6 separate regions of the Mus musculus genome follow, and all the other regions are linked to region 3. Evidence: chromatin contacts called from public Hi-C and HiChIP or PLAC-seq data. All regions are on one chromosome and are shown on one strand. The core of a region is the stretch at or near the end of the contact, and the rest is flanking DNA. Distances in the headings are between cores, read along the strand shown.

The links. Hi-C and Micro-C count contacts between places; a contact is called where the count stands out from the background. HiChIP or PLAC-seq counts read pairs in DNA pulled down with a chosen protein or histone mark.
Region 1: an H3K27ac HiChIP or PLAC-seq map of neural progenitor cells shows a contact between it and region 3, with 2.7 times the contacts expected there. The contact joins two enhancer-like sites. A contact is called at or near these places in 3 of 115 datasets of contacts at active chromatin or transcription factors (astrocytes, neural progenitor cells and stem cell-derived neural progenitor cells).
Region 2: a contact with region 3 is called in a Hi-C map of uterus, with 3 times the contacts expected there. The contact joins two enhancer-like sites. A contact is called at or near these places in 1 of 39 promoter capture datasets (neural stem cells), 3 of 484 Hi-C or Micro-C datasets (adipose-derived mesenchymal stem cells and uterus) and 1 of 115 datasets of contacts at active chromatin or transcription factors (embryonic forebrain).
Region 4: an H3K4me3 HiChIP or PLAC-seq map of embryonic forebrain shows a contact between it and region 3, with 5 times the contacts expected there. The contact joins two enhancer-like sites. A contact is called at or near these places in 3 of 39 promoter capture datasets (hippocampal neurons and liver), 11 of 484 Hi-C or Micro-C datasets (cerebellar granule neurons, cerebellum, cerebral cortex and 4 more) and 12 of 115 datasets of contacts at active chromatin or transcription factors (PVALB interneurons, VIP interneurons, astrocytes and 7 more).
Region 5: a contact with region 3 is called in a Hi-C map of uterus, with 6 times the contacts expected there. The contact joins two enhancer-like sites. A contact is called at or near these places in 2 of 39 promoter capture datasets (hippocampal neurons and neural stem cells), 4 of 484 Hi-C or Micro-C datasets (cerebral cortex and uterus) and 6 of 115 datasets of contacts at active chromatin or transcription factors (embryonic basal ganglia, embryonic forebrain, forebrain and 3 more).
Region 6: an H3K4me3 HiChIP or PLAC-seq map of embryonic forebrain shows a contact between it and region 3, with 3 times the contacts expected there. The contact joins two enhancer-like sites. A contact is called at or near these places in 3 of 115 datasets of contacts at active chromatin or transcription factors (astrocytes, embryonic forebrain and neural progenitor cells) and 1 of 9 other capture datasets (adipose tissue).

What each region holds. Positions count from the first base shown.
Region 1 is chr16:77,096,597-77,101,081 of GRCm38.p6, forward strand. All of the region lies in intron 18 of Usp25 (ubiquitin specific peptidase 25), which reads left to right. Among named protein-coding and RNA genes, the nearest start is that of Usp25, 85 kb to the left of the region's middle. Within about 2 kb of position 2,820, at least 51 of the 459 cell types and tissues checked have an H3K27ac peak or open chromatin away from gene starts, as enhancers often do. A contact at or near this core is called in neural progenitor cells, where this site is marked.
Region 2 is chr16:78,050,501-78,055,085 of GRCm38.p6, forward strand. All of the region lies in intron 2 of Gm31431 (a long non-coding RNA gene), which reads right to left. Among named protein-coding and RNA genes, the nearest start is that of Gm31431, 37 kb to the right of the region's middle. Within about 2 kb of position 1,846, at least 9 of the 459 cell types and tissues checked have an H3K27ac peak or open chromatin away from gene starts, as enhancers often do. A contact at or near this core is called in uterus, where this site is marked.
Region 3 is chr16:77,592,768-77,597,467 of GRCm38.p6, forward strand. No RefSeq gene overlaps it. Among named protein-coding and RNA genes, the nearest start is that of Mir99a, 3.8 kb to the right of the region's middle. Within about 2 kb of position 1,959, at least 140 of the 459 cell types and tissues checked have an H3K27ac peak or open chromatin away from gene starts, as enhancers often do. A contact at or near this core is called in PVALB interneurons, VIP interneurons, astrocytes and 12 more, where this site is marked.
Region 4 is chr16:77,234,567-77,238,844 of GRCm38.p6, forward strand. No RefSeq gene overlaps it. Among named protein-coding and RNA genes, the nearest start is that of Gm31258, 66 kb to the right of the region's middle. Within about 2 kb of position 2,540, at least 101 of the 459 cell types and tissues checked have an H3K27ac peak or open chromatin away from gene starts, as enhancers often do. A contact at or near this core is called in PVALB interneurons, VIP interneurons, astrocytes and 10 more, where this site is marked.
Region 5 is chr16:78,099,227-78,103,380 of GRCm38.p6, forward strand. No RefSeq gene overlaps it. Among named protein-coding and RNA genes, the nearest start is that of Gm31431, 12 kb to the left of the region's middle. Within about 2 kb of position 2,620, at least 42 of the 459 cell types and tissues checked have an H3K27ac peak or open chromatin away from gene starts, as enhancers often do. A contact at or near this core is called in embryonic basal ganglia, heart atrium, neural progenitor cells and 2 more, where this site is marked.
Region 6 is chr16:77,850,239-77,854,446 of GRCm38.p6, forward strand. No RefSeq gene overlaps it. Among named protein-coding and RNA genes, the nearest start is that of Mir125b-2, 210 kb to the left of the region's middle. Within about 2 kb of position 2,248, at least 35 of the 459 cell types and tissues checked have an H3K27ac peak or open chromatin away from gene starts, as enhancers often do. A contact at or near this core is called in embryonic forebrain and neural progenitor cells, where this site is marked.

The sequences.
Region 1 (4,485 bases), core at 1,570-4,069, 500 kb before region 3:
AAGTCTCAACATGGATTGCAACTTACGAGCTTACAGTTCACTTTTGTTAATGGAGATCTTGCACGTTGTCTCAAATGCTAGAAGTATTAACAATTCTTAATTGTAACAAATTCATCTCTATAAAATATGTGAGATAGTAAGATTGGTTTAAAATAATTACAGTATAATTTTTTTAATGATTTGGCAATATCTACCAGTTTTACAGCTGATAAACACAAGATACTTAAATATTAGCTCAAGATCACAACAACAAAGCAGGGAATTTCCTTTGGAGATGATGAAAATTGAGATAAGTAGAGCACCCTAAATGTGTTACAAAATAACACTCTTAAGATAAACCTTTCTTTTAAAAGACAAAATACTGTTCTTGACCATTACTTCTGATTCCATTGTCAAAGTCTATTTGGATACGTATTTCTAGAGTGGAAGAAAATGTGCACAACATTAAAATTCACTTATATTTCAAATAGGAATAAAACTTGTAAGTGTCCTTATTCATATTTTGTATTTGAACTCATGTCTATTTTTGATGAAGAAAGTTCTGGTCCACATTGCAACGACTGAAGCAAGCTGCCCAGATACGCCCTGCGCTTCTGCCGCCTGCTGACTGAGACATTGGGGGCATTCAAGCTCTAAGCCTATTGGTTAAACAAGACTATGTGAAAGCCTTACCCTTGCAAACTGCTGGGATTAGAGTAGGTCATAATCTTAACTTCATAGAGTTGCAACAAAAAGCTTTCTGGAGTAACTAGGACTGTTTGCCTCAAATACTACCATTCAATGTGACTCTGGTCTTTAGTATTTTTATATACCCTTAAGTCTAAAATGCTTTGGTGAAAGCTACCTGAAGTATCTGGTATGCAAAAAGAAAGGCTACAGTTTTGTATTACAATTTGATTAATTAACCTGCGTCTAATATTTACTTTAAAGTGGTTTCATTTTATATGTAGTGAATAGAGATAGTATATAAAGAGATTATAAACCTCTGTGTGTAAAGAGATCGCTTCCATTGTTGTCTTTCTAATCTGCTTGCCAATGGTTTTCTCCTACAGAAACCTGCAAACACCACGAGCCAACCACCTTCTAGCCAGCAAGGTGTAGAGGTGGAGATTCCCCACTTAGGGAAATTTGTGATTGAGGCAAAAGAGGGAGGGTACGATGACGAGGTACCTTGGTTGCAGTGCTCGGCACGGTTTGCTCTCACTCTTTGCAGATATGTACAAACACCGTAGGCATGACTGTACCCACACGCTTCATGTCTGTTGCTGCATAACCTACAGCTTTGCCTCTGATGGTGTGAAGCCTTGCCAGTTACTAACAGAACCTGGATATTAAATATAAGATGAAAGCAGCAAGCTTAGAGAATAGATGAAAAGAATGATTTTTTTTAACATCAGTTTACTCTCAGGCTGATAATTAGAGTAAGATTTGCTTAATTATATAATGCCCATATTACTTTAAAAATAACTGATATTTTCCTAGCAGACTACTAAATTACTTGTATACTTCACTTTAGACTTTGTCCATCATCCCCTACCACCAGAAAGCCCTACAGAATGGCTGCAAGATGGGTAATTGATAGTCTTGCTGCTGTTGACTCATGCTGTAACAACAAACAGGATGCCTGGTGGGCATCACTGAATGCCTGGCAGCGCCTTCTTCTCTATGGGCATCCCGTCTTCCTCCTTCTCTGCTGATTGTCTTAGCTACTGAGTTGTTCCACCAGCCTCCAGCTTTGTTCTTTCTCATGGTAAAGTTCTCTTCCACCCAGTAGTCTGCTTCATCGGACTATTTATCTATCATTACTTGGGATGTATTTTCCCCTTGAAATTCTTTAGGTGGTTCTTTTCTGTGTTTGAGAGAGGACAGATAAGCAATTTTTTAAGTAAGCGATGGGGAAGCTTGGATGATTTGTGGTCAGAGAGATACCACAGCTTTTTAGTGGTTGTATCTTTGGATAAGAACTGAATGTGTGTGAAATATATTTAATTCCTGAAAAATGTATTCCTGAATTTTAATTATGATTATGTAAAAATTAATCATCAAATTTGGAAGTATTGTAAGACATAGTATCACTGTGCCGTTATGAGAAAGCATGCCTACTGACAGGCTAGATTTAAGAGAGAAGGAATGATCAAAGGACTTCGGTAAGCAGACAATGAATGGTGGACACGTGCAACCTTACATGTATGATCCAGAATAAACTATGAGGGACAGTTTCAGGGAACTCGAGGGAGTGACCACAGACTCTTAGCTGCACTGAGACAGCGTCGTGCTACTTATTTCTAAGACATTGGAAAGGCAAGCAGCTAAGGATGAGCCATTTTCTAGAACTGTCTATAGTATATGTAATACTGCCTTACATTGTTCCGTGTTTGCTCTCATACAAACTGATCCAATTTAATGAAAGTACTCACGTATTACAAAGCATCCAGTTGCTTGTTTTCAGTGTGAGCTGGTTTTGGCATTTGTGAAAGAATTGTGACTACTCTCTTTATTGAATATACTACCTTTGGTGGGGAAATTTCTGCCCTTAGACCTGTATGTTTTGATGTACTCTGTTGGCGTCCTTGCCTAACAGTGCATGTGCCTTGAGACTCTTGGTTGCTTACAGATACACTGGTTGCACAGTTGTACGAAGGGCCTTTGCCTGGGAGCAGGAATGAGATTCAACTGGAGTTTTCAGGCTATTCATTTATTTACTAAGTGTTGGTGCCAGTTTTGAAATGGTTCTCTTGGAGAAGTATTCACTTTCTGCTTTGTCCAGAAGGGGGCGCCTTCTTACAATTCTGCACTTTAGAGAGAATGCTTTCTGATCTTTGAACAGACAGGGGCATCCTGCAAGCCAGCTGGGCCACTGCCCAGAGGACTGAATGGTGCTTTGACTCATACATCAGAAACCATTTGCTCTTTTATAAACGCATGAGTGGTAGAAAACAAAGGCTTTTAAGTTGCATGCAAGCAGCTTGTTTCATTTTGTTAAAGGTTTTTTGCTTTTGTTTCTGCATTTTCCTGTTAACCGTTCAGCAAGCTTCCTTTCAACCCCCGTGGCAGGTCATGATGACCCCCAGTATGCAAGGCGTTATCATGGCGATAGGTAAATCCAGGAGTGTGTATGACAGGTGTGGCCCTGAAGCAGGGTTCTTTAAGGTACTATTACCACTTTCTTTTTTTTTTTTTTTAATGTATTGTCTTCTAGCACCTTATCTCTTTAAATAAATTTCTCTTTTCCTGTCTGAATTATGACAATCTGGTATTCTAGGAGCTGCTTGTGTGTAAGAATCCAACATTTCTTTTGTTTTTTTTTAATGCAAATAATTAAAAAACAATGAGAATATTTCACCTGAGTTATTGCAGTAGCGTGTCTCTCCCTCGTTGCCAGTAATGTAATCAAGACATTAAGGGTACGGGAAAACAATGACATGGGCTGTGGAATTGCCTCTGGTCACGGTTTATTTCTTGTGTAGAGGTCACACTGCAGGTCAGTATTGCAATATGCTCCCTTTAATTTTCCCGTTGACTCAAAACTAGTTCTGTTTCTCAAAATTATTGATTCCATTCTTAGGTTTTGCTTCATCTTCCTTGCTTTGCATCTATTCTGAGTTTTAAATATTCTCCTCAACTCAAGAAATGGGAGAGCGTCCCGTTGCTTCCTTTCACCGTCCCACGCATTCATTCCCTTTTAAGTGTGTGCACTCTCCAGAGCCTTATTGTGTGTCCTTTTCATTGGAAAGAGAAGAAACATCATGTCCAAGGCATTACTTTCTGAGATTTACCAAAGACCTCGTGTGTGCATGTGAGCGCACACACACTCGTTTACCAATACCCTAAAGCTTTCCCTTCACCTTCTATAGGTTGTCATCACCTCTACATTGTCATCACCTCTACATTGTCATCACCTGCTCTCTTCCTCAGAAGCCAGACCCTCTGAACAGTGTACAGAACAGAAGCAGTGTACTAATTTGCCTTCTCAATAAGTCCTTATGGATTTGTTAGAAATTATCAATTTTACTGATATTCCCTGGCCTTTTTGAATATCCAACTTGAAGTGTTAAGTTGCAACTTTCTGTTACTATGGCTAAAGGAGAAATTGAGCAGCCTTTTAAGATCAAATGTAAGAACTTAAAAAAAAAATCTCTTCTTTAAAAAAAAAAAGAAGAAGAAAGATGACAAGGCCACCAGAAAAAAAGTAAAGAAAGGAGATTGGAGTAGCTTCTGCATGTGTTGCTAGCTGTGCTCCTTATGGGTGGCATTATTTCCTTCCCTCCGTTGGACCTTTCATTTCCCTCTAGTTGCCCCCACCCATACACTTAATATATTTGACATCAGTTCCTCCCTCTACCAGTTGCTTGAGTCTTCTCTTACTTTCTTTTTACCAATTTTAAATGCTTTTTAACTTTTATTTTCTGTCATTCGGTATTTTGCATACATTTCTGTTACATTGCATTACTTCAATTGCAGCTTTTTATTCAGTGCTCACAGAGG
Region 2 (4,585 bases), core at 596-3,095, 460 kb after region 3:
AACTGAAAGGAGACAAAAAATACATAATTTTGATAGAATCCCTATAGATGGGGCATACTGCCATGTAAATGGCACATAAAAAGATATTATTTTTATATTAAACAAAATCTCAGCAAACATACATATGGCTAACAATTAGAGCAATATAAAGTACAAATAGTACTTAATCATGTGCTGCAAAGTTAACAATAAAAAATTTCCATGAACAAAATGACCCAAAGTACTTTTAAAAATTATATATATATGTGTGTGTGTGTGTGTGTGTGTGTGTGTGTGTGTGTATACATACATACATACATACATACATACATATATACATATATACACACACACACATACTGTAGAGGGGCAAGGAACATTGTTAAATTTTAAATTCTGTTGGGTACAGTTTTGTTGCTATTTTGGCTTCCATAATAAATTTGACCCTGTCCTTGATAAGCCTACCTTCCACTAGGTATCAAGTAAAAATTGAATCATCATCATCATTATCATCAGTAGTAGCAGCAGCAAGAACATAGAAAGAATTATCCTACTCAGTCCACAGTGAAATATCCTCTTTCAGGTAAACTCATTCTCTAAGTTCCAATCTTTCCATAATTTCTCCAGCCACAATCCACAACCATTACACAAAACAAAAACAGTTTGCCTATTAAGATATGCAAAAGGCCCTGTCACCCTTGTTCCTAGCCTTCCCTGAGCATGGTGTTGTAAGTTGTCCTGGTCAGAACTGTGGTCAGCTGGCTACCATTTCATCTGAGGTCTTAGCTGTCTGAACCCTTTTTACTCTTGAACCATTTCTCTCTTGCCATGGCAAAATATCATGACAAAGGCAACTTATGAAAGATTTTATTTGGGCTTATGGTTTTAGAAGGATGAGTGTCTGTCGTGACAGGGAAGCATGGTAGCAAGACGCAGGCATGGCAGTGAAAACTAGATGCAGACAGTTGACACCCTTTACTGAAAGCATGAAGCGAAGTCAACGATCTGAAGTTGGTGAGACATTTTACTCTCGAAGCGCACTGCCCCAGTGGTGGACTTTGCCCAGCAAGGCTGTCTCACCTAAACTTGCCCCAAACACACCACCAACCAGAGAACAAATATCTGAGAGTATGGGGGACGTTTCTGATGAAGCCACTACTCCTCTATCCTCAATCTCCTTGCAGGTGTCTTTCCACAAGATTTCTATTGTTTGTCCACTTCCGGCTTTAACCAATGACTGCCTCCGAGTAGCACGTTGGGTGGTACCATCCCGGTGCCCTTCAGGACTGCCCCCAGGAAATTCCTGCTATCTTGCTCAGCGCTTTTGCACTTGTCAGCAGGGTTGAATTTCAAGATCTACCAGAATGAAAACTACAAAGCAGAATGAAGTCTTCTTAAAGTGACCAAAATCACGTCACTTCCTTCCCTGCACCCGCAACACACAGCCTTGTTCCACTTTGCTTCTAAAACGTTGTCTTCTAAAACACTTGATGGGCGAGAATTCATTTAATTTTCAATTCTTGTTGCACTGCTTAACGCCTATTGTCTTTGTGTAAGACGCCCTCCATTCCTACACAAAGTTTTGTATTTAATATAGAAAGGAACTTTTTAATCTTTTCTCTGCGAAAGACAAGAGTGTGCAGCTGCACATAAATGCTAGCTTCATTTTCTCCCTCGTTGTATCTATGCTGTGGCACGAAACTTTAAAAGGAAGAGAACTAAGAGAAACACACGGAGACAGCACTATCTTTATAACCTCACTGGGCTGGCCCTTTCCCTCATCCTCGGTTTCAAAAGGAGACAACATAAAGCCGCATGCTGGCAAGTTGATCACAGTCAGGGAGGGAATGAGCTCAGCTGTGTATAGAGAAACTCGGTTGTTTTTCTTTGATTCATCCCGATAGCATCACACTGGGTCAGTGTCTTGTTTATGCTGTCTTTATTGTTTCTGGTCTTAGAACAATAAACATCCCTAAGTGGTTTCAATTACTGCAGCAAAACTGTGCAAATGAACTTTGGCTTTGTTTCATATTGAATAGAGGGGCTTTATGATTTTATAAACGGAGATGATGTTTAGGACTCTTGCCAAACCTGTCCTATAAACAATGAAGAGTCACATTTACCAGCTTTAGGCCTTTAATCACCCAACTATACTTCCCTTGATATGGCTAAAATATTTTTAACCTTGTCTCATAGAGATGAATGAGAATGATCAAATTATCTGTGGATTCAGCAATAATTTGGATAAAGAACAGGACATTTCGGCTGCTCCTGTATCCCTGCGCTGAGGCCTTAATTTCCCCTTGTATATTTTCTTTAGTTACAAGAAAACATTGCTTGGTTGTCATGTAATTTTAATAAGTTCAGCCCACAATCCTATCAGAGAGGATAAATTATAGTATGCTATGGTAATAGACACCCTTACTCCCGATCTTGCAGCTTTCTCAGAATAAACATCTGTATTTGAAAGTACATAATCAGGATAAACATGTGGGCAGAGGGATCAGTTCTAGAGACTAACAGCAGTGGAGCCCTCCAGAACTAAAATCCAAGGCGTTGGTCCAGGAGAGATTTGAAATATTTCACCTTCCATTTGGCATAAGAGACTGCCTTAGTAAAGCACTTATTCATAAAACTTAAAGACCTGATGATATAGAATCTATGATATAGAATCTATGCATACAGAAGCCTCAGTCATTAGGAGAGTTGTGTTGCTGATATAACAAAGTATGTAGGTAAATTAAACAGCATGTTTATTTCCTATAGTCTTAGAGGCTATAAGCATGACTGTAGTGTTAGCAGTTTTGGTTTCTTCTGAGGCTTCTGGTCTTTGCTGAGAAAGGAACATATTTTTTTTTATGGCTTTACTGTGTCTCCTCTCTGTGCACACGAGTACCCAGCATCTCTTCCTCTTAAAGGGTGTCAGCCAGATTGGACTAGGGTTATCATTATGACCTTGTACAATCTTAATTATCTCTTTGCCGGCAATACTACAAAATTCGGCTATACTCCAAAGCTCTGTAAGTTGGACCTCAAATTGTAAATTGTGTGAGGAGCACCATTCATCTTATAGCAGTGAATAACCATCACACCCCTGTCAGGGTGTTTAGGCAGCTCCGATTTACAAGCTGAAGTACTTTGTAAGCAAAAGTTAAGTGGACCGATATTGAGCTACTTCCCCGAGGATTTAAAATGTCTTGCGCATGAGAAAAATCTCTTAACCACATTTAATTGAAAACACTGAATGGTATGTTTAGAACAATGCCTGTATTGTTTGAACCAGCTGCCTTAAGTTTTTACAGAGTATACTATCTCAGTTATCATTAACTATTTTCAAACCAGAAAACCCCAATTAAAAGATACCTAGGAACTTATATCAATATTTTTTGGCTTTTAGAGAAGCATCACTTATTCATTTGACTTGTTGTTTAGCATCCTGATTCAACAGAGTTAGGAAAATCTGTAATTATGTGTGTATATGGGCTAAATATTCTCAAAATGTGTTTCTGTGGGATGAAGCTATGTTGCATTTATTTATCATCTTTCAGCTAACCTTGCCAACCTTCAGTTTTTTTTATGTTCACAAAAAGGATTCCTAGGCAAATGGATGGACCTGGAGGGCATCATCCTGAGTGAGGTAACCCAAACACAAAGGAACTCGCACAATATATACTCACTGATAAGTGGATATTAGCCCAGAAACTTAGGATACCCAAGATATAAGATACAATTTGCTAAACGCATGAAATTCAAGAAGAACGAAGACCAAAGTGTGGACACTTTGCCCCTTCTTAGAATTGGGAACAAAACACCCATTGAAGGAGTTACAGAGACAAAATTTGGAGCTGTGACGAAAGGATGGACCATCTAGTGATTGCCATATGCAGGGATCCATCCCATAATCAGCTTCCAAACGCTGACACCATTGCATACACTAGCAAGATTTTGCTGAAAGGACCCAGATATAGCTGTCTCTTTTGAGACTATGCCGGGGCCTAGCAAACACAGAAGTGGATGATCACAGTCAGCTATTGGATGGGTCACACGGCCCCCAATGGAGGAGCTAGAGAAATTACCCAAGGAGCTAAAGGGAACTGCAACCCTATAGGTGGAACAACATTATGAACAAACCAATACCCCGGAGCTCTTGACTCTAGCTGCATATGTATCAAAAGATGGCCTAGTCGGCCATCACTGCAAAGAGAGGACCATTGGACACGCAAACTGTATATGCCCCAGTACAGGGGAACCCCAGCGCCAAAAAGGGGGAGTGGGTGGGTAGGGGATTGGGGGGGTGGGTATGGCGGACTTTTGGGATAGCATTGAAAATGTAAAAGAGGAAAATACCTAATTAAAAATTAAATAAATAAATAAATAAATAAATAAGAACGGCCTTCCACCTCTAACAAAGTATAATATTTGAAAATGCATTGGAAATAAACAACCATGCAGAATACAATGAACGTCAGCTTCAGAAGATGAAGGTTCCTAAGACACAAACGCATTGTGTCTCATGATGGATTAGCAAGATGGCTCGCCATCAACAGAGAACGGTTGATATTTTTATAAGATTTGCTTGCTCTCTGCCACAGATGTATTAACAAAT
Region 3 (4,700 bases), core at 709-3,208:
TATATGTGCATTCCTGGAGAGGGACATGGATCCATTACTCAGATAAGGCAATGAACATAATTCTAGACTTACTACAAACATAAGTGACTTTAATATACAATCACTACAAATTTTTCAATCATGTATGAAAATGTAGGTCTTCTGCATTGTCCTCTGAATTTTGACTTATATGTTAACGATGCTTGCTCTGCTACTTGGCTTAACATTCTGCTTAAGGGAATATTTAAAGATTGAATTCACTCCACTCTTGTTAGGAAGTATGGAAATGTTTGTACATGGGAAAAAAATCTCATTGCATGCTAGAATGGAAATTCACCAGGGAGGGGGAAGCTGTTCATTTTATTGCCTAAGAGCTGTTGATATGCTCCCTGAATCTTTCAAAGGCATCTTTCATGCCACACAGGCAACCCGCAGCCAGTCAGAGAACAGAAAGAACACTTCTCACATGTGTCAATCTCCGAAAACTTGCATAGCAGCTGTGCTAGGTAGTGATGGGGATTATCGCAAGACCCAATTGCAGGGGTTTGCCTGCTGGAAGAGACACCCCATCCTCTCAAGGGACCACTTTGTTGGAGATGGTAGCAATAATGCATCTCTGTTGCTAGTGGATATTGTGGCCATGTAGCACAAAATTGGTGCTAGATAAAAATCAGAAAGTAATAAAAATGCAAAAAGGAAAACTGGGAGGTTTGGTTTTGTTTCAAAGTCTTAAAGTGGGAGAATAAAACAAATGTGCTAGGCTTGTTGCGTTTACAAAAAAAAAAAAAAAAGAAAGAAAGACAAGAAAACAGATATGCCTTTAATGACGAAAACTCGCAGGGCAGGGCATTCAGTCTTCCGGTTTGAGAACCATTCGGGTGCGTTGAGAAACAAAGTTGCAAAGTAAGCATGTTCAGACCTTTATTTGCTAATTTTTTGTAGGAAAGATCTCTCTCTCTCTCTCTCTCTCTCTCTCTCTCTCTCTCTCTCTCTCTCTCTCTCTCTCTCACCCTCCCTCCCTCTCCCTCCTTCTCTCCCTCTCCCCCTCCCCTCCCTCTCCCTCTCTCCTATGAGCCAGAGTTTTCTGTGCAAATGAAACAGGCGTTGTAAGAATGAGATTCACTTTGGACCACTCTTCACATTCCAAGTCATGACTGCGTTAAGCAGCACAATCCCATCTCTGGTTGATGGGCAGAAAAAGTGGGCAGCTTGCCAGGTAGACGTTTCCATGACTCCCAGCCCCCAAAGGTGATGCGTTTTTCAGCTAATTCAATGAAGAGTGGGCTGAACTTTGGGTCTAAACGAGACAATAGCTGCCTTCGCAGTATCAGCAGAATGGTTGATGGGAATGCCTCACTCTACATTTGGCAGAGAATCATGTGACCTGACGACTGAGATTTTGTGATGGTGCCAACGGAGACTTGGAAGCAGCAAACGGCCCTGACTTTTTTCTTCTTTTCTAGCAAGGATCAGAAAATGGTGGATCTTAAGACTTGACTTTAGCCAGTCTCAGCAAGCAACTGAGCTTTGAAGCACAACCTCGTCTTTATTCTGGGCTTTTGGCAGGCCACCAGGAGGCTGTCCCTTTCACGCCTGATAAATTCGGCTGCTTATCTCTAAAGAGAGAGAGAAAAGGAAAATAATAACAGAATATTGAGGCATAACAAGTGAATCCTAAATTGTATGTGCTTTTTTTCTTTTGTTTTCTTTTCTTTCTTTCTTTTTTTTACCTTTCCTGACTGCTGTTTTGTTTTGTTTTTTAATTTTTATGTTAATATCTTTTCTTTTTCCTTTTTTTTTTCTTCTTTTGGTTACTGAAGAATTCAAGTAGTTTGGGTTATTTATGTATGTATGTATTTGGTTTATAATGAACAGGCATTTGAACTGGTCGGACAGGACGACAGAGCAGTGAGCATGAGATCATTGCAGCCGAGTAGCAAACTGGCACCCAGCCTTTTCACCCCTTCGGTTCGGGAGACGAACGTGTGCAGTCCTCGTTTCTCAAGTCAGCCTGGAAGGATTCCGGGACTCTCCCACCTTCTACCATTCTGCTGCCAGTCGGTGGCAACGATTGGTGCAGATTCTGCGCAGTGCTTTGTGCCTGGAATATGGAGAAGGAAGAGAATGAAGACAAGCCCTCTGGACCTCCTTCTCTGAGAAATACCGGGAGCCCAGAAGAAACAGAAAAAAAAAAAATCCAAAACAAAAACAAAAAACCAAACCAAACAAAAACCCTGAGCTTCTCAGTATTCGCCAGAGTGCTGAAAAATACTGATAATGATGCGGAATGCCTGCGTGAAAACAAAAACAAACCAAAAATGCAAACCGAGACAAACCCAAAAAAGCAAACTTTGGTTTGTCTAACTCCTGAGACATCGGGCTTCGTTAAGCAGCTTGGAAGGCAACACAAATCTATGACCCTTCTTTCTTTTATTTATTTATTTTTGTTATTATTTCAAAAAACAATGGCCTAAGAGCAGTACATTGCACTTGGTGAACCCGCACTTTCATACCAGGTATAACTTTTTTTTTGTTTCTTTTTACGCTTTCTATTCCATAAATTAGACTCCTTGCAGTTTCAATTTGTTCTTATTAACTCATTACCCACTTTACACTTTTTTCTTTTGCTTTCTTACTCTAATCGTGATTAGCGTAGACACTAAACTGGAATAAGAAAACTCTCTATAGACATAAGCTCCTGCTTTGGTTGTTCACAGAAGTTTTAGGCAGACAGTAGTGTGTGTTATCTCTGATTTTTGTGTCCAGTAATATATTTTGTGGAGAAACGGGCTTGGGAATCAGTAGTAGTAAGGAAAGTAAAACCTTTTCTGTGACTCCTAATTTTAAATGCAAAAGAAGAAATTTCTCGAAGTTCTAAAAAGAGATCTTGCTTCAAAAATGCATCCATATAATGCTAAATAAAATTTCTTTTCATGCCGGTTTCAGTAGAGGAGAGATGGGAATAAACAGAGCGGATTCTCCGTTGCGAAGTAAAAAAAATAGCTTGTTCCTTAATAATTCTACTTCTAAAAATACAAGGAAAAAGAATTTGCCCTAGAGCAGTTGGGAAGCGTTGGAAGTTGCCCTTCACTGTTGTGGTGGGGAAAGTCTGTACAAACTTGCTTTCAAGTTCAGAGTTGCTTTGGCTCGGCAGGTGAATACATTGCATTCTAATTATTTTCTCTATTTGTAGAAGGAAATTGCTGAGCAAGTCAACGTCTTGTAACAAAATGCAGCTTTTCCTATTTTAGTGGTAGAGGGTTAAATGATATGCCCCCTTTAAAAACTTCTTTACTAAACAATGTTTCTAAACATGCAAGAAAATCTCTAAAAAGAAAAAAACGTTTTGAGATATGCAGTGTGTATCAATGAAGATTACAATGTTCATACTAAGAACTGGCATGATAATATTAGCTATGAGAAGAAAACTTTAGCATAATTGTTATGATTTTAAAATTATATTTCATGATATCATAAACATCAAGGATAAACAAAGAGAAATATTATACAGCTGGTTAATTCTGTCTTCTTTTCAGTTATATTATGAAAGGATTAACAGTTACCCAGACCTAATATAAAGATAATATTTGAAGCAATGTTTTATTGACTTTATCGGTTATTATTCACTAATTATTTGCAGAATAGCTCTTCTTCCTCCTTTGTTATTAGAAAGCCAACTTCCAAAGGCTTAATTAATATTGATAAACCTGTTTTCATGTTTCATGATTCTTTAGTTTAAAAAACATTATTTTGAATCTTATTTTAGGAGCCATTAATCTCCACACTCTTAATTATCTTATTAAGCTCCATGCCAAATCCAAAGCTCTTTTCAGCTTTCACCCCTTCATTGTGAAGAACCCAGTCGCTTCCGTAAGAGACACGTCCTTTCACTTTGAGAACTGTTCCCGGGAAAGCAACACCAACCAGAATGAACATGTAGCTGCAAACTGTGAAAGTATTTCTGTGTCATATGAGTATCCTGGGGTGGGGCCCTCAGACCCTGCCAAGCCTTAAGGAATAGACTTTTAAGGCTTTCCCCCATTTTGACATTGTCCTGTCTTCCCGGCCACCTCCTTCCTTTGCTCCCAATCTACACAGATGATCCCTGTAGGTGGCAGTTGTCTGATATTTTTCCTTTTGTGGTTGTTTTAGGGGAACACTTAAAGTGCATATGAGAAGAGAAGAGAATGACCACAGGAGAAAATCATCTCAGGTAAAACGAAAAGGCACAAATGTAGAGAGTAATTAATCTTAGAATATTAAAGAGAAAATGATTATGTCTGTGTTTGGTATAAGAAATGGTCCTTCCCTTTATGAAGCTACGTATTTGGGATTTTCACTGATGGTTTTCCTTCAAGAGTTTACAGTATTACTTGCCTTTGTCAACCTTTTGTTTGGTTTTGTGATCAATGCCCAGTGTCCATCATTCTGAGGACATATGTGTATGTTGATTTATACAATTCAGGTACAAGATGGTTGAATAGGAAGCTATTTAATGAAAAGGAAAATATGTTCTCAGTGGTTATACATTATAAAAGGAAGTAAAAATCTGATAGAAAAGTATAAGCTCATAGTTTATTTTTAATCTTTTCCATATATCTAGTAAGACAATAATGTCAAAGTATATTTTGTAGTAATAAAAGCTACAGCCAGTGTTTCCTCTTTCTTTTTTTTAAACATAAAATGTATAAATATATAAGGAAATACTTTTACTACAATTG
Region 4 (4,278 bases), core at 1,290-3,789, 360 kb before region 3:
TTATGTGTGTATAAGAGCAGGACCAAGATAAATAGGGTTAAGATTATATAATTGAACTTAATTTTTATATATTAATTCACAGAATTTTTTCAAATATTTAGGGAAACTCTATTTTAATAGGAAAATCATCAAGACAAATGCAAGAAGGTACCTAATTTTTTTTTCTTTTGTCTTCAACCTACCTAGCAAATAACAAATTTATACCTTTGCTTTCAGGCCTTATTACTTCAAAGCATGCACATACCAGTTCAGAGATAAAATGTTATATTTTCTTGTATTATCAGTGTTGTTTATGCTTGAGCCTTTTGATCTCTCAGTCTTATTAGTCTTTGAGTTTCTCCTTCCTTCTTATGCTAACTGCATTTTGGGAAGTATAAATAGGAAGACCCATGCTTTTCTTTTAAGATAATTCTAGCACTTAGTAAATGCTATATTAAAATCCAATATTCCAAAAGCTACTTAATTCCATATTTCATAGAAAGTTTCCAAATATTACAAAAGAGGATCATAAAATAAATATTAATGGAACGCGGCATGGTCTGTTCTCCACTATGTATAATAAATAGTACATTATTCATGTGGGTATAAATGAAGTACTGTGTTTTTTGAACACCCACTCTAATGATGAATTCCATACTCAAATACAGAACTATCAGCAGAAAAGCAAACACTCCAATCAATTCAGGTAAACATTGGTGAAATACTACCTGAAAAAATAGTATTTCAGTTATCATTCTTACTGGGAAAACAAAGTAAAATAAGCACGAAATGTAGGAAAATATCTTTCTGCCAGTATCCTCAACCAGTGAACACTTCTGTAAGCTGGATCCTGTCTTTTCTTCCTCTGTCGTAGAATCACTCACTGGTCATACTGCCATTCTGTTTATGAATATGTAAATATAACGTGCACAGAAATAATAGCAGTTTGCCCAGAGACCAGGCTATAGTATACTGATTTTGTATACTCACAGAATATTTAATTTTTTAAGCAGTCAAATTAGTGCTGCAAGATATACCCTAGTTCCGTGATATGGAAATGCGCAAATGGAGCTTAGGCAGATGCCCACGACAATTGAACTGCAAATAAATGAACATCTAAGCCTAACCGTGGAGAGACATGTACATTATTTAGCTTCTTACTCTGATGCTTAGTGATACAGAGGAAGTCTTTAGGTCCTTAATTACCTTTTATTTGCTGACTAGATTCTACCTCCACAGCTCACACCAATAAATAACTAGACTAATGTTTAAATCATGCACACACAACACACACACACACACACACACACACACACACACACACACACACACCACATACTTTTCCTTTGAAGCAGAAAATGATGTCTATATTCACCCAAGTGTTGTGGAGGAAGCATTAAGCTTTGGGAAGGAAATAATCGGTGGATTTTTATTCCTGAAGTAAGCAAGCATGTTCGTGCATATTCTTTCTGCATACATGCCTATGCGTCACTCAGTGCAAGCGGTGCCCCTGCAGCTTTTGCGCAGTAATTAGATTGGTGTAATCACAGTGGAATGAAGACAGCCACACTGATAATTTCACAGTGAATATTAAAGACATATGTGCCTTCCAGTGTACAATAAATGAACCTGAACTGCTGTCAGGGTCTAGGAGGACAGTGTGGCCAATGCACCTATTGTGTCCCTGCTGCAGAAAGGAGCCTGCCGATTGGCTACTGTCTGCAGCACATAGCACTGGCTTGTTATAAAGGACTTGTCTAGGGGAGAGCCTGTAGGTACTCCATTGTCTGGTAAAGTTCATATGACTGCATTATTTTGCAAGGGGGGTGGTGGAGGTGGTGGTGGAGGGAGAGCTTAGAGGGGGTATCAGCTCAACTGTAAAAGCTATACAGATTCTCTCTCTCTCTCTCTCTCTCTCTCTCTCTCTCTCTCTCTCTCTCTCTCTCTCTGTCCTTCCTCTCTCTCTCTCTCCCCCTCTCCCTCTCTCCCTCTCCATAGATCATCTCTGCTTCATGCCCTGTCTCATTTCGCATAGCTAAAAAAAAAAGAATGCTAATTAAGATCCCATGTCTTAACCTGAAAATAATGACTCGGCTGTAATTAGAAATCTGCTGAGAGTTTAAAATTCTAGTAGGGGACCAAAAGCATCAGTTATGGTGATTAGGAAGAAAATGAAGAAGTATGTTTCTGTAATCAAGGTAAACATGGGAAAAGGGGGATTCCCTCATCTTTTTTTTTTATCCAATTTTAACCAATAGTATTCTGCTGCAGATGAGAAGATACTGTGTTTCAAAAACGATTTTAACCATCAAATTGAAAGAACACAAATCAGTAGCAATAGAAGCCTTAATCCTCCTTAGGATGCAATTCAGATGAAAGACCTGCTTTTATTTTTCTTTTTTGTATGTGTGTGTTATAGACGGATCTGAGAACGCTGTCTGGGCTTCGTGCCAAGGGCTGGTATTCACACAGCAACGACGGCCTCACAGAAGAGCTGTGGGAAGCAGGAGGGCGAGCCTCTCTTAGGGTGCCACTACTATGGAGACACAGCTGGGCTGAACAAGATTTGCTTCAAACGACAACAAGAGAGACAGAAAGTATCTGATTCAACCGCTGCCCAAGCAGGCAGGCACCAGAAGAGCTAGCAGCCAATCCGGCCATGCTCGAAGCCAGTCCTGCAGCTCAGCCAATCAGTGACATCATTGGTGAGAAACTCATTTACATCATGCAGTAATGAACTTTGTTTAACATAGCCTTCCCCCTTTTCCTATTACCCTCCCCTCCCCCAGATTAGTCCTTCCATTAATTATTCTGGTGGCATAATTTAAATCGCTATGTGAAAATGTGGCTACATTCTTCCTGGTAGCTCTTACCCAGTCTCCAACTGATGTCTGCAGTAACAGAAGTGGTTCTAAGTACAATGCTATTTTGCTTGGTTGGGTCTTGCATATATTATCTTCTCCTTCTTAAAAAGAAAAAAAAAAACTCTCAGAAAAAAAATCCCAAACTTTTGTTTATTAGATGCCCCCTCTCAATGAAATACGTGTTTTCTCCAAGTTGCTGTACAATGTAATAGGGAATGGGGGGGGGGTATGCTGCCATGGACGTTGTGATTTTTTTTCCAAGCAATCTGCATCTTGGAGGTCCCTTTCACGTTTTTAGATTTTATGTTGTAGTGGCCATTTTACATACAGTGCTTTCTCCAAGAAAAAGCTCTATGTACATCTGTCAAATGGAGGAAAGTTCTCTCTTGTTTTATTCTGTCCTTCACTGCTCTCAGCCAACATGTCATCTTATTAATGAATAGAACTGAGGTCATTTCTGAACAAATCTCTCCCTTCCCATCGCAGCACAATGCACCTGATTTGCATCCATTTACTAGAAATACTGAATACAAGAACCAGCTTGAAAAGAAGTGCAGGGAACAGCTTACATATTATTTCAGAATATGACAGGGACATTTGTTTCTCAGGAGGCATAATATGTAACAGCTGCTTTAATGTTTCTCTGAAAATGCCTGCTCTCCATTTATAGTTCAATACCTCCAGTGAATTTATGGGATCATTATATAACCAGAGTTGAGCAAATGAAATCATAGTCACGAAGGAATTCATTTATCTACGGAAAGACATTTGGAAGTACAATGTTGTCTCGCACATTTGTGTTTTGTTGGTCAGGATAACACACTTTGTTCGATAGATGGCTTAAAAAGTCTGAAACATGTGGTCTGAGAAGATTTCTATTTGCTTTACAGATGCCCAAAGACTGAAACTGGGACAGACTTTAGTGTGATTTCTCTTAATTCATATATTCCATGCGTTGTTGCCATGAAAAGCATGTGGTTGTCTAGAACTGATAGCCAAAGTCCATTGTCTATTTTCTATTAAAGGAATGCTTTGGATATAATTATTCAAAGACATGGAATTTTAAAATACACCAACAAAGGTGTCATAACTGTGCACGGTTTTTTAAAAGAAGCTTAGCGAGCACAATGATAGGCATAGCCACACGAAGGGTTTAGACAAGAAGCCCATGGCCCTTTTAATTCATGAGGCATTCCGTCATCCCGTCATCTGTATTCAGGGGGCGACTGTCCTGAATCAGTCATGAGCTCCCCTGCTGCAGATCCTGTAATTTGAATCATGTGTAATAATATATTATCCTACTGGGGGCCCTCTCTCAGTAGGAAAATGGTTTCTACATTCTGGTATAAGAGAACTTTTGGCTGCTAGCCGCCTCACAGCCATTACTCACATGGACAGTCACAGTTGTCCCCCTTAAGGAATAACATCTGCACAA
Region 5 (4,154 bases), core at 1,370-3,869, 510 kb after region 3:
ATCTGAAATTCAGCATATCCTGAGTTAATTCGTGCACTACTTGAGTATCTGCAATTCAAATAAGTCATCGGAGAAATTGGCCCCATAACCAGTGACGGGCTGCTTAACTGAACAGCTCTCCAAACTATCCTAACAGATTTCTTTCTTTCTTTGTAGAATTATTTCCATCTGGTGCTTCAATATTAAACCTGGAATATGGAAAGGCTCTCCCCTCTCACCCTATTTGACTTCGAAATCCTGGCAAAGAATTTGCATGGTCAATGAATTGAGCGTTAAAATGTTGAACTTAACTGTGTAGTTGTAAGATGAAACTTTTTAAAGCAGTAAATATCTAAAGAAGTGAGTTTCTTTATGGACTTCTGAAAGCCTCGTTATATACAGAAGATCCTTGAAACCTGTTGTGTTTGAAAAAGAATAAAATTTTTCTCGATTTTTCCCCAGGTTATGGATACTGAAACAAATTTCTGGCGAGTGTCCTAAGCCATACTGAACATTTTAAAGATGTTCAAATTTGAGCATCCAAAACTTTGAGGAGCTGAAATATCTGTACACAGACGTTTATATAATAGAAGTAAATGGCTGTTTGCAGGCATCCAAGTGACACTAATAGTAATTTCTTCCTAAGAAATTAAAGGTCACAGTAAATTTCTAACTTTTAAGCATGGCAACATTTTTTTTTATAGCATCTTGACTGGAAAGCACAGAGTTACTTCTAAGAAACATAATTGCTTCCAGAAATTTCTAAACCACTAAGAGAATGTTTATATGAAGTAAGCAATAGTCACAAGGACTGAATAAGCCCATTCCTACACACATGGCAGCCCAGCCCAGGCACGCATAAGAACTGCAGGAGACCCATGTGCAGTACACATCACTATGGTCAGCTTCTTCCTGCTTGCATTACTCTTGCCACCTGCCACCATTCCTCTACCATGCAACACTGGAGAGCAGAGGCCTTCAATAGCTCAATGAGTCCGGTTCACTCTCCCAAGTCTTCACCCTGGCATCTGTCCTCCCAGCCTTCCTTTCATTCCGAAGTCTCACATCCTTTCTTCACATTGTCTCTTACTCAATTGCTTCCTTTTATCTCTTACGGATGCTGATCTTCCTTGATCTTCTGGAATAGTCTGATGCTATGAAGCAAAACAATACACATTCTGTACTTCATAGCTGATGATAAAAAAAGGATGCTGAGTTGCTACACAAAACTTGGGACTATTCCTCATCTCTGATCCATCCTCATCTAACTTTGAAAGAAACGTTGGAGGAGTGATCTGTTGTCCGGGAGGATCTTGGAGAGTCCCATTGTGTCATATCAGGTTCCTTGTCTCAATGAATTGGAATAGATACCCAAGGATCAATAATAAAAGTATAGATCTGTGGACAGACGGAGTAAAAGGGGCTGCAGTCCACAGACTCAGCCAACTCAAGTTTAGATCTGAGAGTTCTTTTCCAAGCTCTTTGTATGAGTTAGAGCTAGAGCAGCCCCTCCACAGGGTAAGAAAGAGGATAGATCCTTATCCTGATTGATTGACAGGCTGATAAAACTTTGGAGCATCCCTACATGGGTCATTCATCCCATAGTTCTAAGCATCTGCAGAACCTATCATGTTTACACATGAGATGGTAGATCCATGCTTTCCCCTGGCAGGTCACTTGAAGGTCAGACTAGCCTTGAATCAGTTAAGCCAAATTCTGGCTTAAGCCTGCTTTCTTAATATTTCTTTTGACCCTAAAGTACCTAAGCCCCAAATTACCCTCAGGAGACAAAGTGCTGATGTTGCCCCTCCAAGAGGTGGAAAATAAGGAGATGTGCCACCAGAGCTGGACTGTGCTACAGTCTCCTACCTCAGGGTCATACACCCTGAACAGGAACAATAGAGAATGGACAACTACTACATGTTCTTTCTCAATTTATTAATGCTTAAAGAGATGGAAAGATTAACCATCGATTTGATCATTATATAACATATGCATCTATCAAATTGTTGCACTCTACCCTGTAAATCTATACAATAAAAACAATGATTTAAAAAATATTTACTGATAGCAGAAATCACAGTGTCCATGAATCCTGGTCAGAAATGCCCGAGGAAGTCTGTAAACCTCTCAGAACAGTTAGAACTCAACTCAAGCTCCAAACGTCTCCAAACACGAAAGCTCTAATAAAATAAGTGAGAATCTTCCATAAAACTTTAAGATGCCAAAGAACAGATTTTTATCATTCCCCACCACGCAAAATGTCACTGTCCAGAATCAGAGCTAGGATGTAAAGGCTTTCGTCTGAAATTTAAGAAAAAAAAAAAAAAAACACACACACACACACACAATAATGACCATTGCAGTGTACAGAAAAAAAATCACAATGTGTGCTTCTGGCTCAGAGCAGCAAACAAAAAGGTCTATGTTGAGGAGTGATTGATGTAGCTGGTTTGTATCTTTAATACTCCAGGGCAACAGAAAGAAAGCAAGGAGAATTTAATTTCCTCTGATTAAAAGTTGCGTTTTCTTTTCTGTCTCTTTCTTCTTTCTCCCTGCCATCTGTCTTCCACATCGTCCGTCGTCCCCACCCCTACCCCTGGCCCCCTGAGTTTTCTCTATTTGTACCCGGGTGGCTGAGATCCAGAAGAAAGGTGGAGTCTCATCGTTTGGGTGGTCCGAGTAAATCTTTAGTCTTTGGCTAACCTCTCCTTAGACTGGAAAGTGGCCAAGAATTTGCAGTGTTAGGGAGAGTCACTTTGAAAGGCTGCAAAGCGTCCATCTGGGTGCATGTCAATACAGTTTCCCTGGTTTAGTAAAAAAGAAGGGAACAGAAACTTTCCAGCCAGAGCAACAACTATTTCTCCCAAACTTAAAAGTGCACCCTTGTATAAGCTGTGCTTCTTACCAGTTATAATGTCCCTTTATTTCAGTTTACGGCTTGACCCCTCCTGCTAGCTGAGCCAACAAACTCGTCATTCTAAAGAAACTACTCCACCCGACATGTATTCTCTTTGTTCAGATTCTCTACTCTCTCTTGCCCTCACAACATTTCATTAAATGCAGGCTCAGGACAGATCGGATTTGCTTTTTGTATCTCAGTATAAATTTAGGAACATCAAAATCTCTCTCCACGGCACCTCCTCTTTATTATAACATTAAATTAGGTTCGGGTTCATTCTGAAAGACCAGTTGTATTTCTTTTTAATTAAAAGGAGAAATAAAATCTCCTTTTTTCTATAAGTAGGTTCACAAAGAATGCAGGAGTTATTTCTCCCAATAATAACTTAACAAAAGAGATTTAAATCCTCTGAATTAGAGGGAGGATTAGAGAGGGAAAGTCACCTGCGTAGTTCGAATACATTATCACAATTATTGAAGGGGATGTATCTTTTGGTACCTGGCAAAAGTTAATAAAAATACCCACAAAGGTAACAATGATGTAGTGTCACTTCAGTGAAAATAACCCAAATTGCTGCCATTAGAAAAGGTTCTAAATCTACTTAGGCTCATCAATGCAGGCCTAGAAATTTCTAATGAAGAACTTCATCAAAGGAAGGTTTAAACACTTCATGCAAAAATCAAACTTGTAAAATTAAACTCAAACTGATTCAATTTTTAAGGGTCTCAAGTTCCCACTATTCTAATCTCTTAGCTGTTGAAATCATTCTTGAATCAAACTATGTCAGGTGGGCTACAAGCAAGGAAATGGATATTAGACATGGAAGACTGTGTAACCAGTCTCCACTGTTGGGCAGCTCCCTCTGAAAACCCTAATGCTATAAACTGTGATCAGAATGGTACTGAAAAAGATAAGCAGTACCACACTGTAATAATGCAAATATGTGACCTGGGTTAAAATAATTAGATAAACCATACTTTTAAAATTAAAAAAAAAAACTCCAGCAGAAATGATATTCAAAGAAATAAAGGAAACATTTCAAATTCACATTTGAAGATTTGTTTTATTTTGTCTGTTTGTTTTGTATGTGTATACACAACTGTGTGAAGGTGGAGCCCAGAAGAGGACATTGGAGTCCTTGGAATGGAAGACAAAGATGTGAGCCACCCACAGTGGTGCAAGAACAGCAAGTGCTCCTAGCCTTTGGGACATCTCTGCAGCCCCTCAAGTTTGCATTTGAAACTTTCTAGGTTTTAGTATATTTTTCCTATTA
Region 6 (4,208 bases), core at 998-3,497, 260 kb after region 3:
TGAGTGTTGGGGTTTTTTTGTTTGCTTGTTTGCTTGTTTGTTTATCTTTCCCCCTTTGAGTTTGGAATTCTTAATCACAAGCTTTCAACTGTGAGAAAACCACATTCTTATGAAAAAGTTTAAGAGCATTGTTGCCAAGCTTGAATAGAAGCTGGACTTCATAAAAATCTTCACAGGGCCTGTTTTAATAAAGTTTCCAACTGTAATAATATGAGATTGGTTGCCTCATTGAAGTGAGCTGCCAAAATTTACCAATGTTTATTTATGGTTACACTGAATATTAAAAGTATTGATTAGTGCATTGTAAAAAGAATACAACATTTCATATGTGGCGTAAAACAGTTTGCTCCAACTCTACCTATTAGGAACAGAACCTCTCAGGGAATATGGGGAAACAGCAACCATTTCTTTTTAGGTGATGTTTAATATAGGTAGAAGGTAGTTTACTATAGGTGAGGTAGTTAACATTTTACAAAATTGAATTTTCCTAGGCGTTTTGATGAAATGAATTGCAGGCTCTGTGAATCAAATAACTCTAGTAGAAATGGATGGTCATATCGTAACTCTCTAAGACTCCCTAGCTTTTGTTCTTGATGTAGAAAAAATGAGAGAGAGCATATTTGTTTCCAGATGGAAGATTAATTAACACACAAAACTGCTTTATCCATAAATATGGTTCCTTTTGAAATTATAGTAGGTTCACCAAAATGCATAGATGCACTGCCTTTGAACTAATTACAGGAAACCTGGTACTAGAACAAAAGTTAAATAAGTCATAACCAGTTGTTTTTCTTTCTTTATTCAAATCAAGTAGAGCTGCTACTATAAATTGGAAATCTGCATCTTTGTTATTCTCATTATTTCTTTATGCAAGGTGTTTGCTAGAAGGGGAATCAGACTGTCTATTTACAAAATTATGCGACAATCTGCATAATTAGTTTGCATATGTGTTAGGTTAGTTATGAATGATTAGATTGTTGTTCGGAGTTAAAACGTCTGAATTTTAGAAGAGCCAATCACTACAAAATGAATGGGATTATTTTAGGCAGGAAAAAAAATCCAAATTTCAGAATTAGACTACTAGTGTCAATGGGATTTAGAGTGAGAAACATTATTTACCTCTACCCAGTAATGATACAAGCTAAATGGAAGAATCCGCATAAACATGACAGTGTAAGTCACCACTAAGTACAGTGTAACTTAAATTATTTCTGTTCAAGTGCATTTAAAGTGTCAATTAATTGCCTCCATTTCAAATGCACACCTTTCCCCCAATTATCAAATTAAAATTTGAACTGAATCAATGAGCACAATGATAGTTTAATTATATTAAACCCCACGAAATAAACAGTGAGGAAGTTTGTGCAGATGGCCACCCGTGTCTGACACCTCCAGGCGTAGCCAGTGACAAGTACCATTCTCTCGGTAAATAAAACTGCTTTATTTTACTGCCATTGACGAATCCTTGCTTTTAAAAAGATAGGAGAATGGGTTGCGATAGAAGGATTTAAGGGAATTACAGAAGGAGAAATCGCAGACACAGATGTACTTTTTTTTCTAAGGGCACCAGGTGTTTTAAATGCCACCAGAAGGGTGCTCCAGGCAATTCCATGCTGTCCAAGATAGCTTGGCATAGATTATCCGAAAGCTTTTGTGTCTTTTCAGCTTTTGATTAAAGGCCAGTGTCAGGACTCCTCGGGGCTTTTGCTTGGTACAGTAAAGCCAGAGGATTTTTTTTTATGTTGCTGCCAAAAAGATGCCAGTTAGGATAATTACATTTCAATTTAAATTGGTAATTTTATGAAAATTTAAACGAGAATATGTGTCACCCAAATCTCCTCACTTTTATTCCCCCAAAACATGCACACACACACACACACACACACACACTCCTCTTGTTTAGGGGGACACTGACAGCAGTACACCAGAACCTTCCCATGACCCAGAGTATATGTGCCAGGAATTAAACAGATGAGCAGAAATTGCACAGAGACTGTTTTCTTTGTCCAAATTCATTTTCTAGCCTAGATTTATCACTAGTGTACATTGGAACCATCCCAGGGCATCCTAGCATCTAGCATCTTTCTCCCTGCAGATGCCAGCAAAAGAAGCTTGAGACCAGAGCTGTAGTAATCAAGACACTGTTTTCCATTCCCAGCCAAGCTTTGTATTTGTTAACAGGATGTAGAAAAGGAATCAAACCCACATAGAGTCTCTCACCATCTTGGTGAAAGGAAAAGGACACAAGTGGCCAGATGAACCCCGAATTCTCTGTCTGCCACTTTCTTTTTCCAGGACACATACGCAAGCTTGGCAGCACCAGCAAAGTGGAAGTAATGTTCCTTTGTTTAGAATGCAGTGTGTACGAACATTTACATAATAAAATACACACACAAATAACAGATGGCGAAGAGACACTCATTTCGCCACATGTTGTAAGCACAATATCGTTCCTTGATGATCTCATTTCTCTTACTTCTCCCTCCAGATGTCTACCAGCTATTTAACCTCAGGGGTTATTCAGATGGTGGAAGGTTTTGAAGACAGCCACAAAGCTGGCTATAGAATGTTTCTTTTCCATCATGTACAAATGCCCTTTCTGGATGGAGTTATCAATCCACAAAAAAAAGAAAGAAAGAAAGAAGAGAAGAGAAGAGAAGAGAAGAGAAGAGAAAGAAAAGAAAAGAGAAAGAAAAAAGAAAAGAAAAGAAAAGAAAAGGGAAGAAAAGAGAAAAATGAAAAGAAAAAAGAAAAGCAAGAGCTTTCTTCTGTACAAAAATAAATAAATAAATACATTTTTCATGGGATTTGTTGAGTAGATATTGTCTACCATGAATCCTGGCAATATGATGACTTTGAAAGAGGTCGTTTTCTTCTAAGTTTTTTTTTTTTTAATCCAAGCAGAAAGTGGTTTATTAATACTTTGGGTTCTTTAAGGACACCTTCTTTCAGGAGTCCTTCTGAAATGAGTAGAAGTCTCCAAGATACTTTGTTCTCACATGTCAATCAGTTACTAGGGTTACATCTCAAATATAAGTTAAACGATATGTTATGTAATATAAGCTAGTAAATATGTTGTAGTGTTAGCTCTCCTTATAATCAGATAACAATTCTCTCAAAACACATGACCCATTCTTTGCAATGAGATCCATCATATTTCAACAAAGTACATTGATAACATGTATCATTAACTTTTTCTTTTTATAAATGCACTTTACTCAAAAGAACATATTAAATGTTACCATGTATAAGAGAAAGCCATACCATATGCACTTTGCACAGATATATACATGTTAAGCTACCAGACAATAACTGATAATTCAGAATAAGAATCTGCATTGGTTCATCTAGAGTTTATGACTTCCTCTAAAAGAATACATCCTTAACTGACATTTAATGTTGAAGTCTAGTATGAAGGTGTAATATTAAACAAAAATGCATCAAAATATGAATATCAAAAATCACTCTCCAGTATCAATGTCTTTAAAAACCAACAATGACATTATTCATGAAGGCTAAAATTTAAAAAAATAGTCTGACATGCGTATCCTGAAAATAATATTCAGAAATAAGACTGTTAAATAGGCTAAAATATATGTTGAAGTTTACTTGAAGGCATGAAAAGAGATAATTTAGCATATTCCTGAGAGCTGTTTAAGGAAAAGTGATGGCCAATTGCACACAGATACATGACAAGAGAGTCTTTAACAGATAAAAAAAATGAGAGAGAGATATGGAGACAGAGACACACAGAGACAAAGAGAGACACAGAGAGAGAGAGACAGAGACACAGAAACAGACAGACAGATCGTCAAACAATTATGATAGTTCAGAGAGAAAAGCAGGTAAGGAAAGAGGTTATCAGATGGTTGGGTGGAGTGAACAAAAGTCTTGAACTTTGGTTATTAATTATAAGAAAAAGGCAAAGAAAAGAAAATATGAGAAATAAATAAAATGTTCGAGGGCTACGAAAGGAGAGCAAGCATTGACAGTTTGACAAAATTTACCAGGAATCATTAGATTGAAAGCTTACCACTCCACAAGAGCCTATGATGAATGTATTAAAACAGAATTTCTCAGAACCATAGACTGCTGTGTATTTCTCAAGACAAGTATCTGGGAAACGGGTCCATTTCTTGATAGCTATCCAGAAAACAGATCATTGCCCATCTTCTATCCTCTTTATCTCTAGAGTTCCACATGTTCTG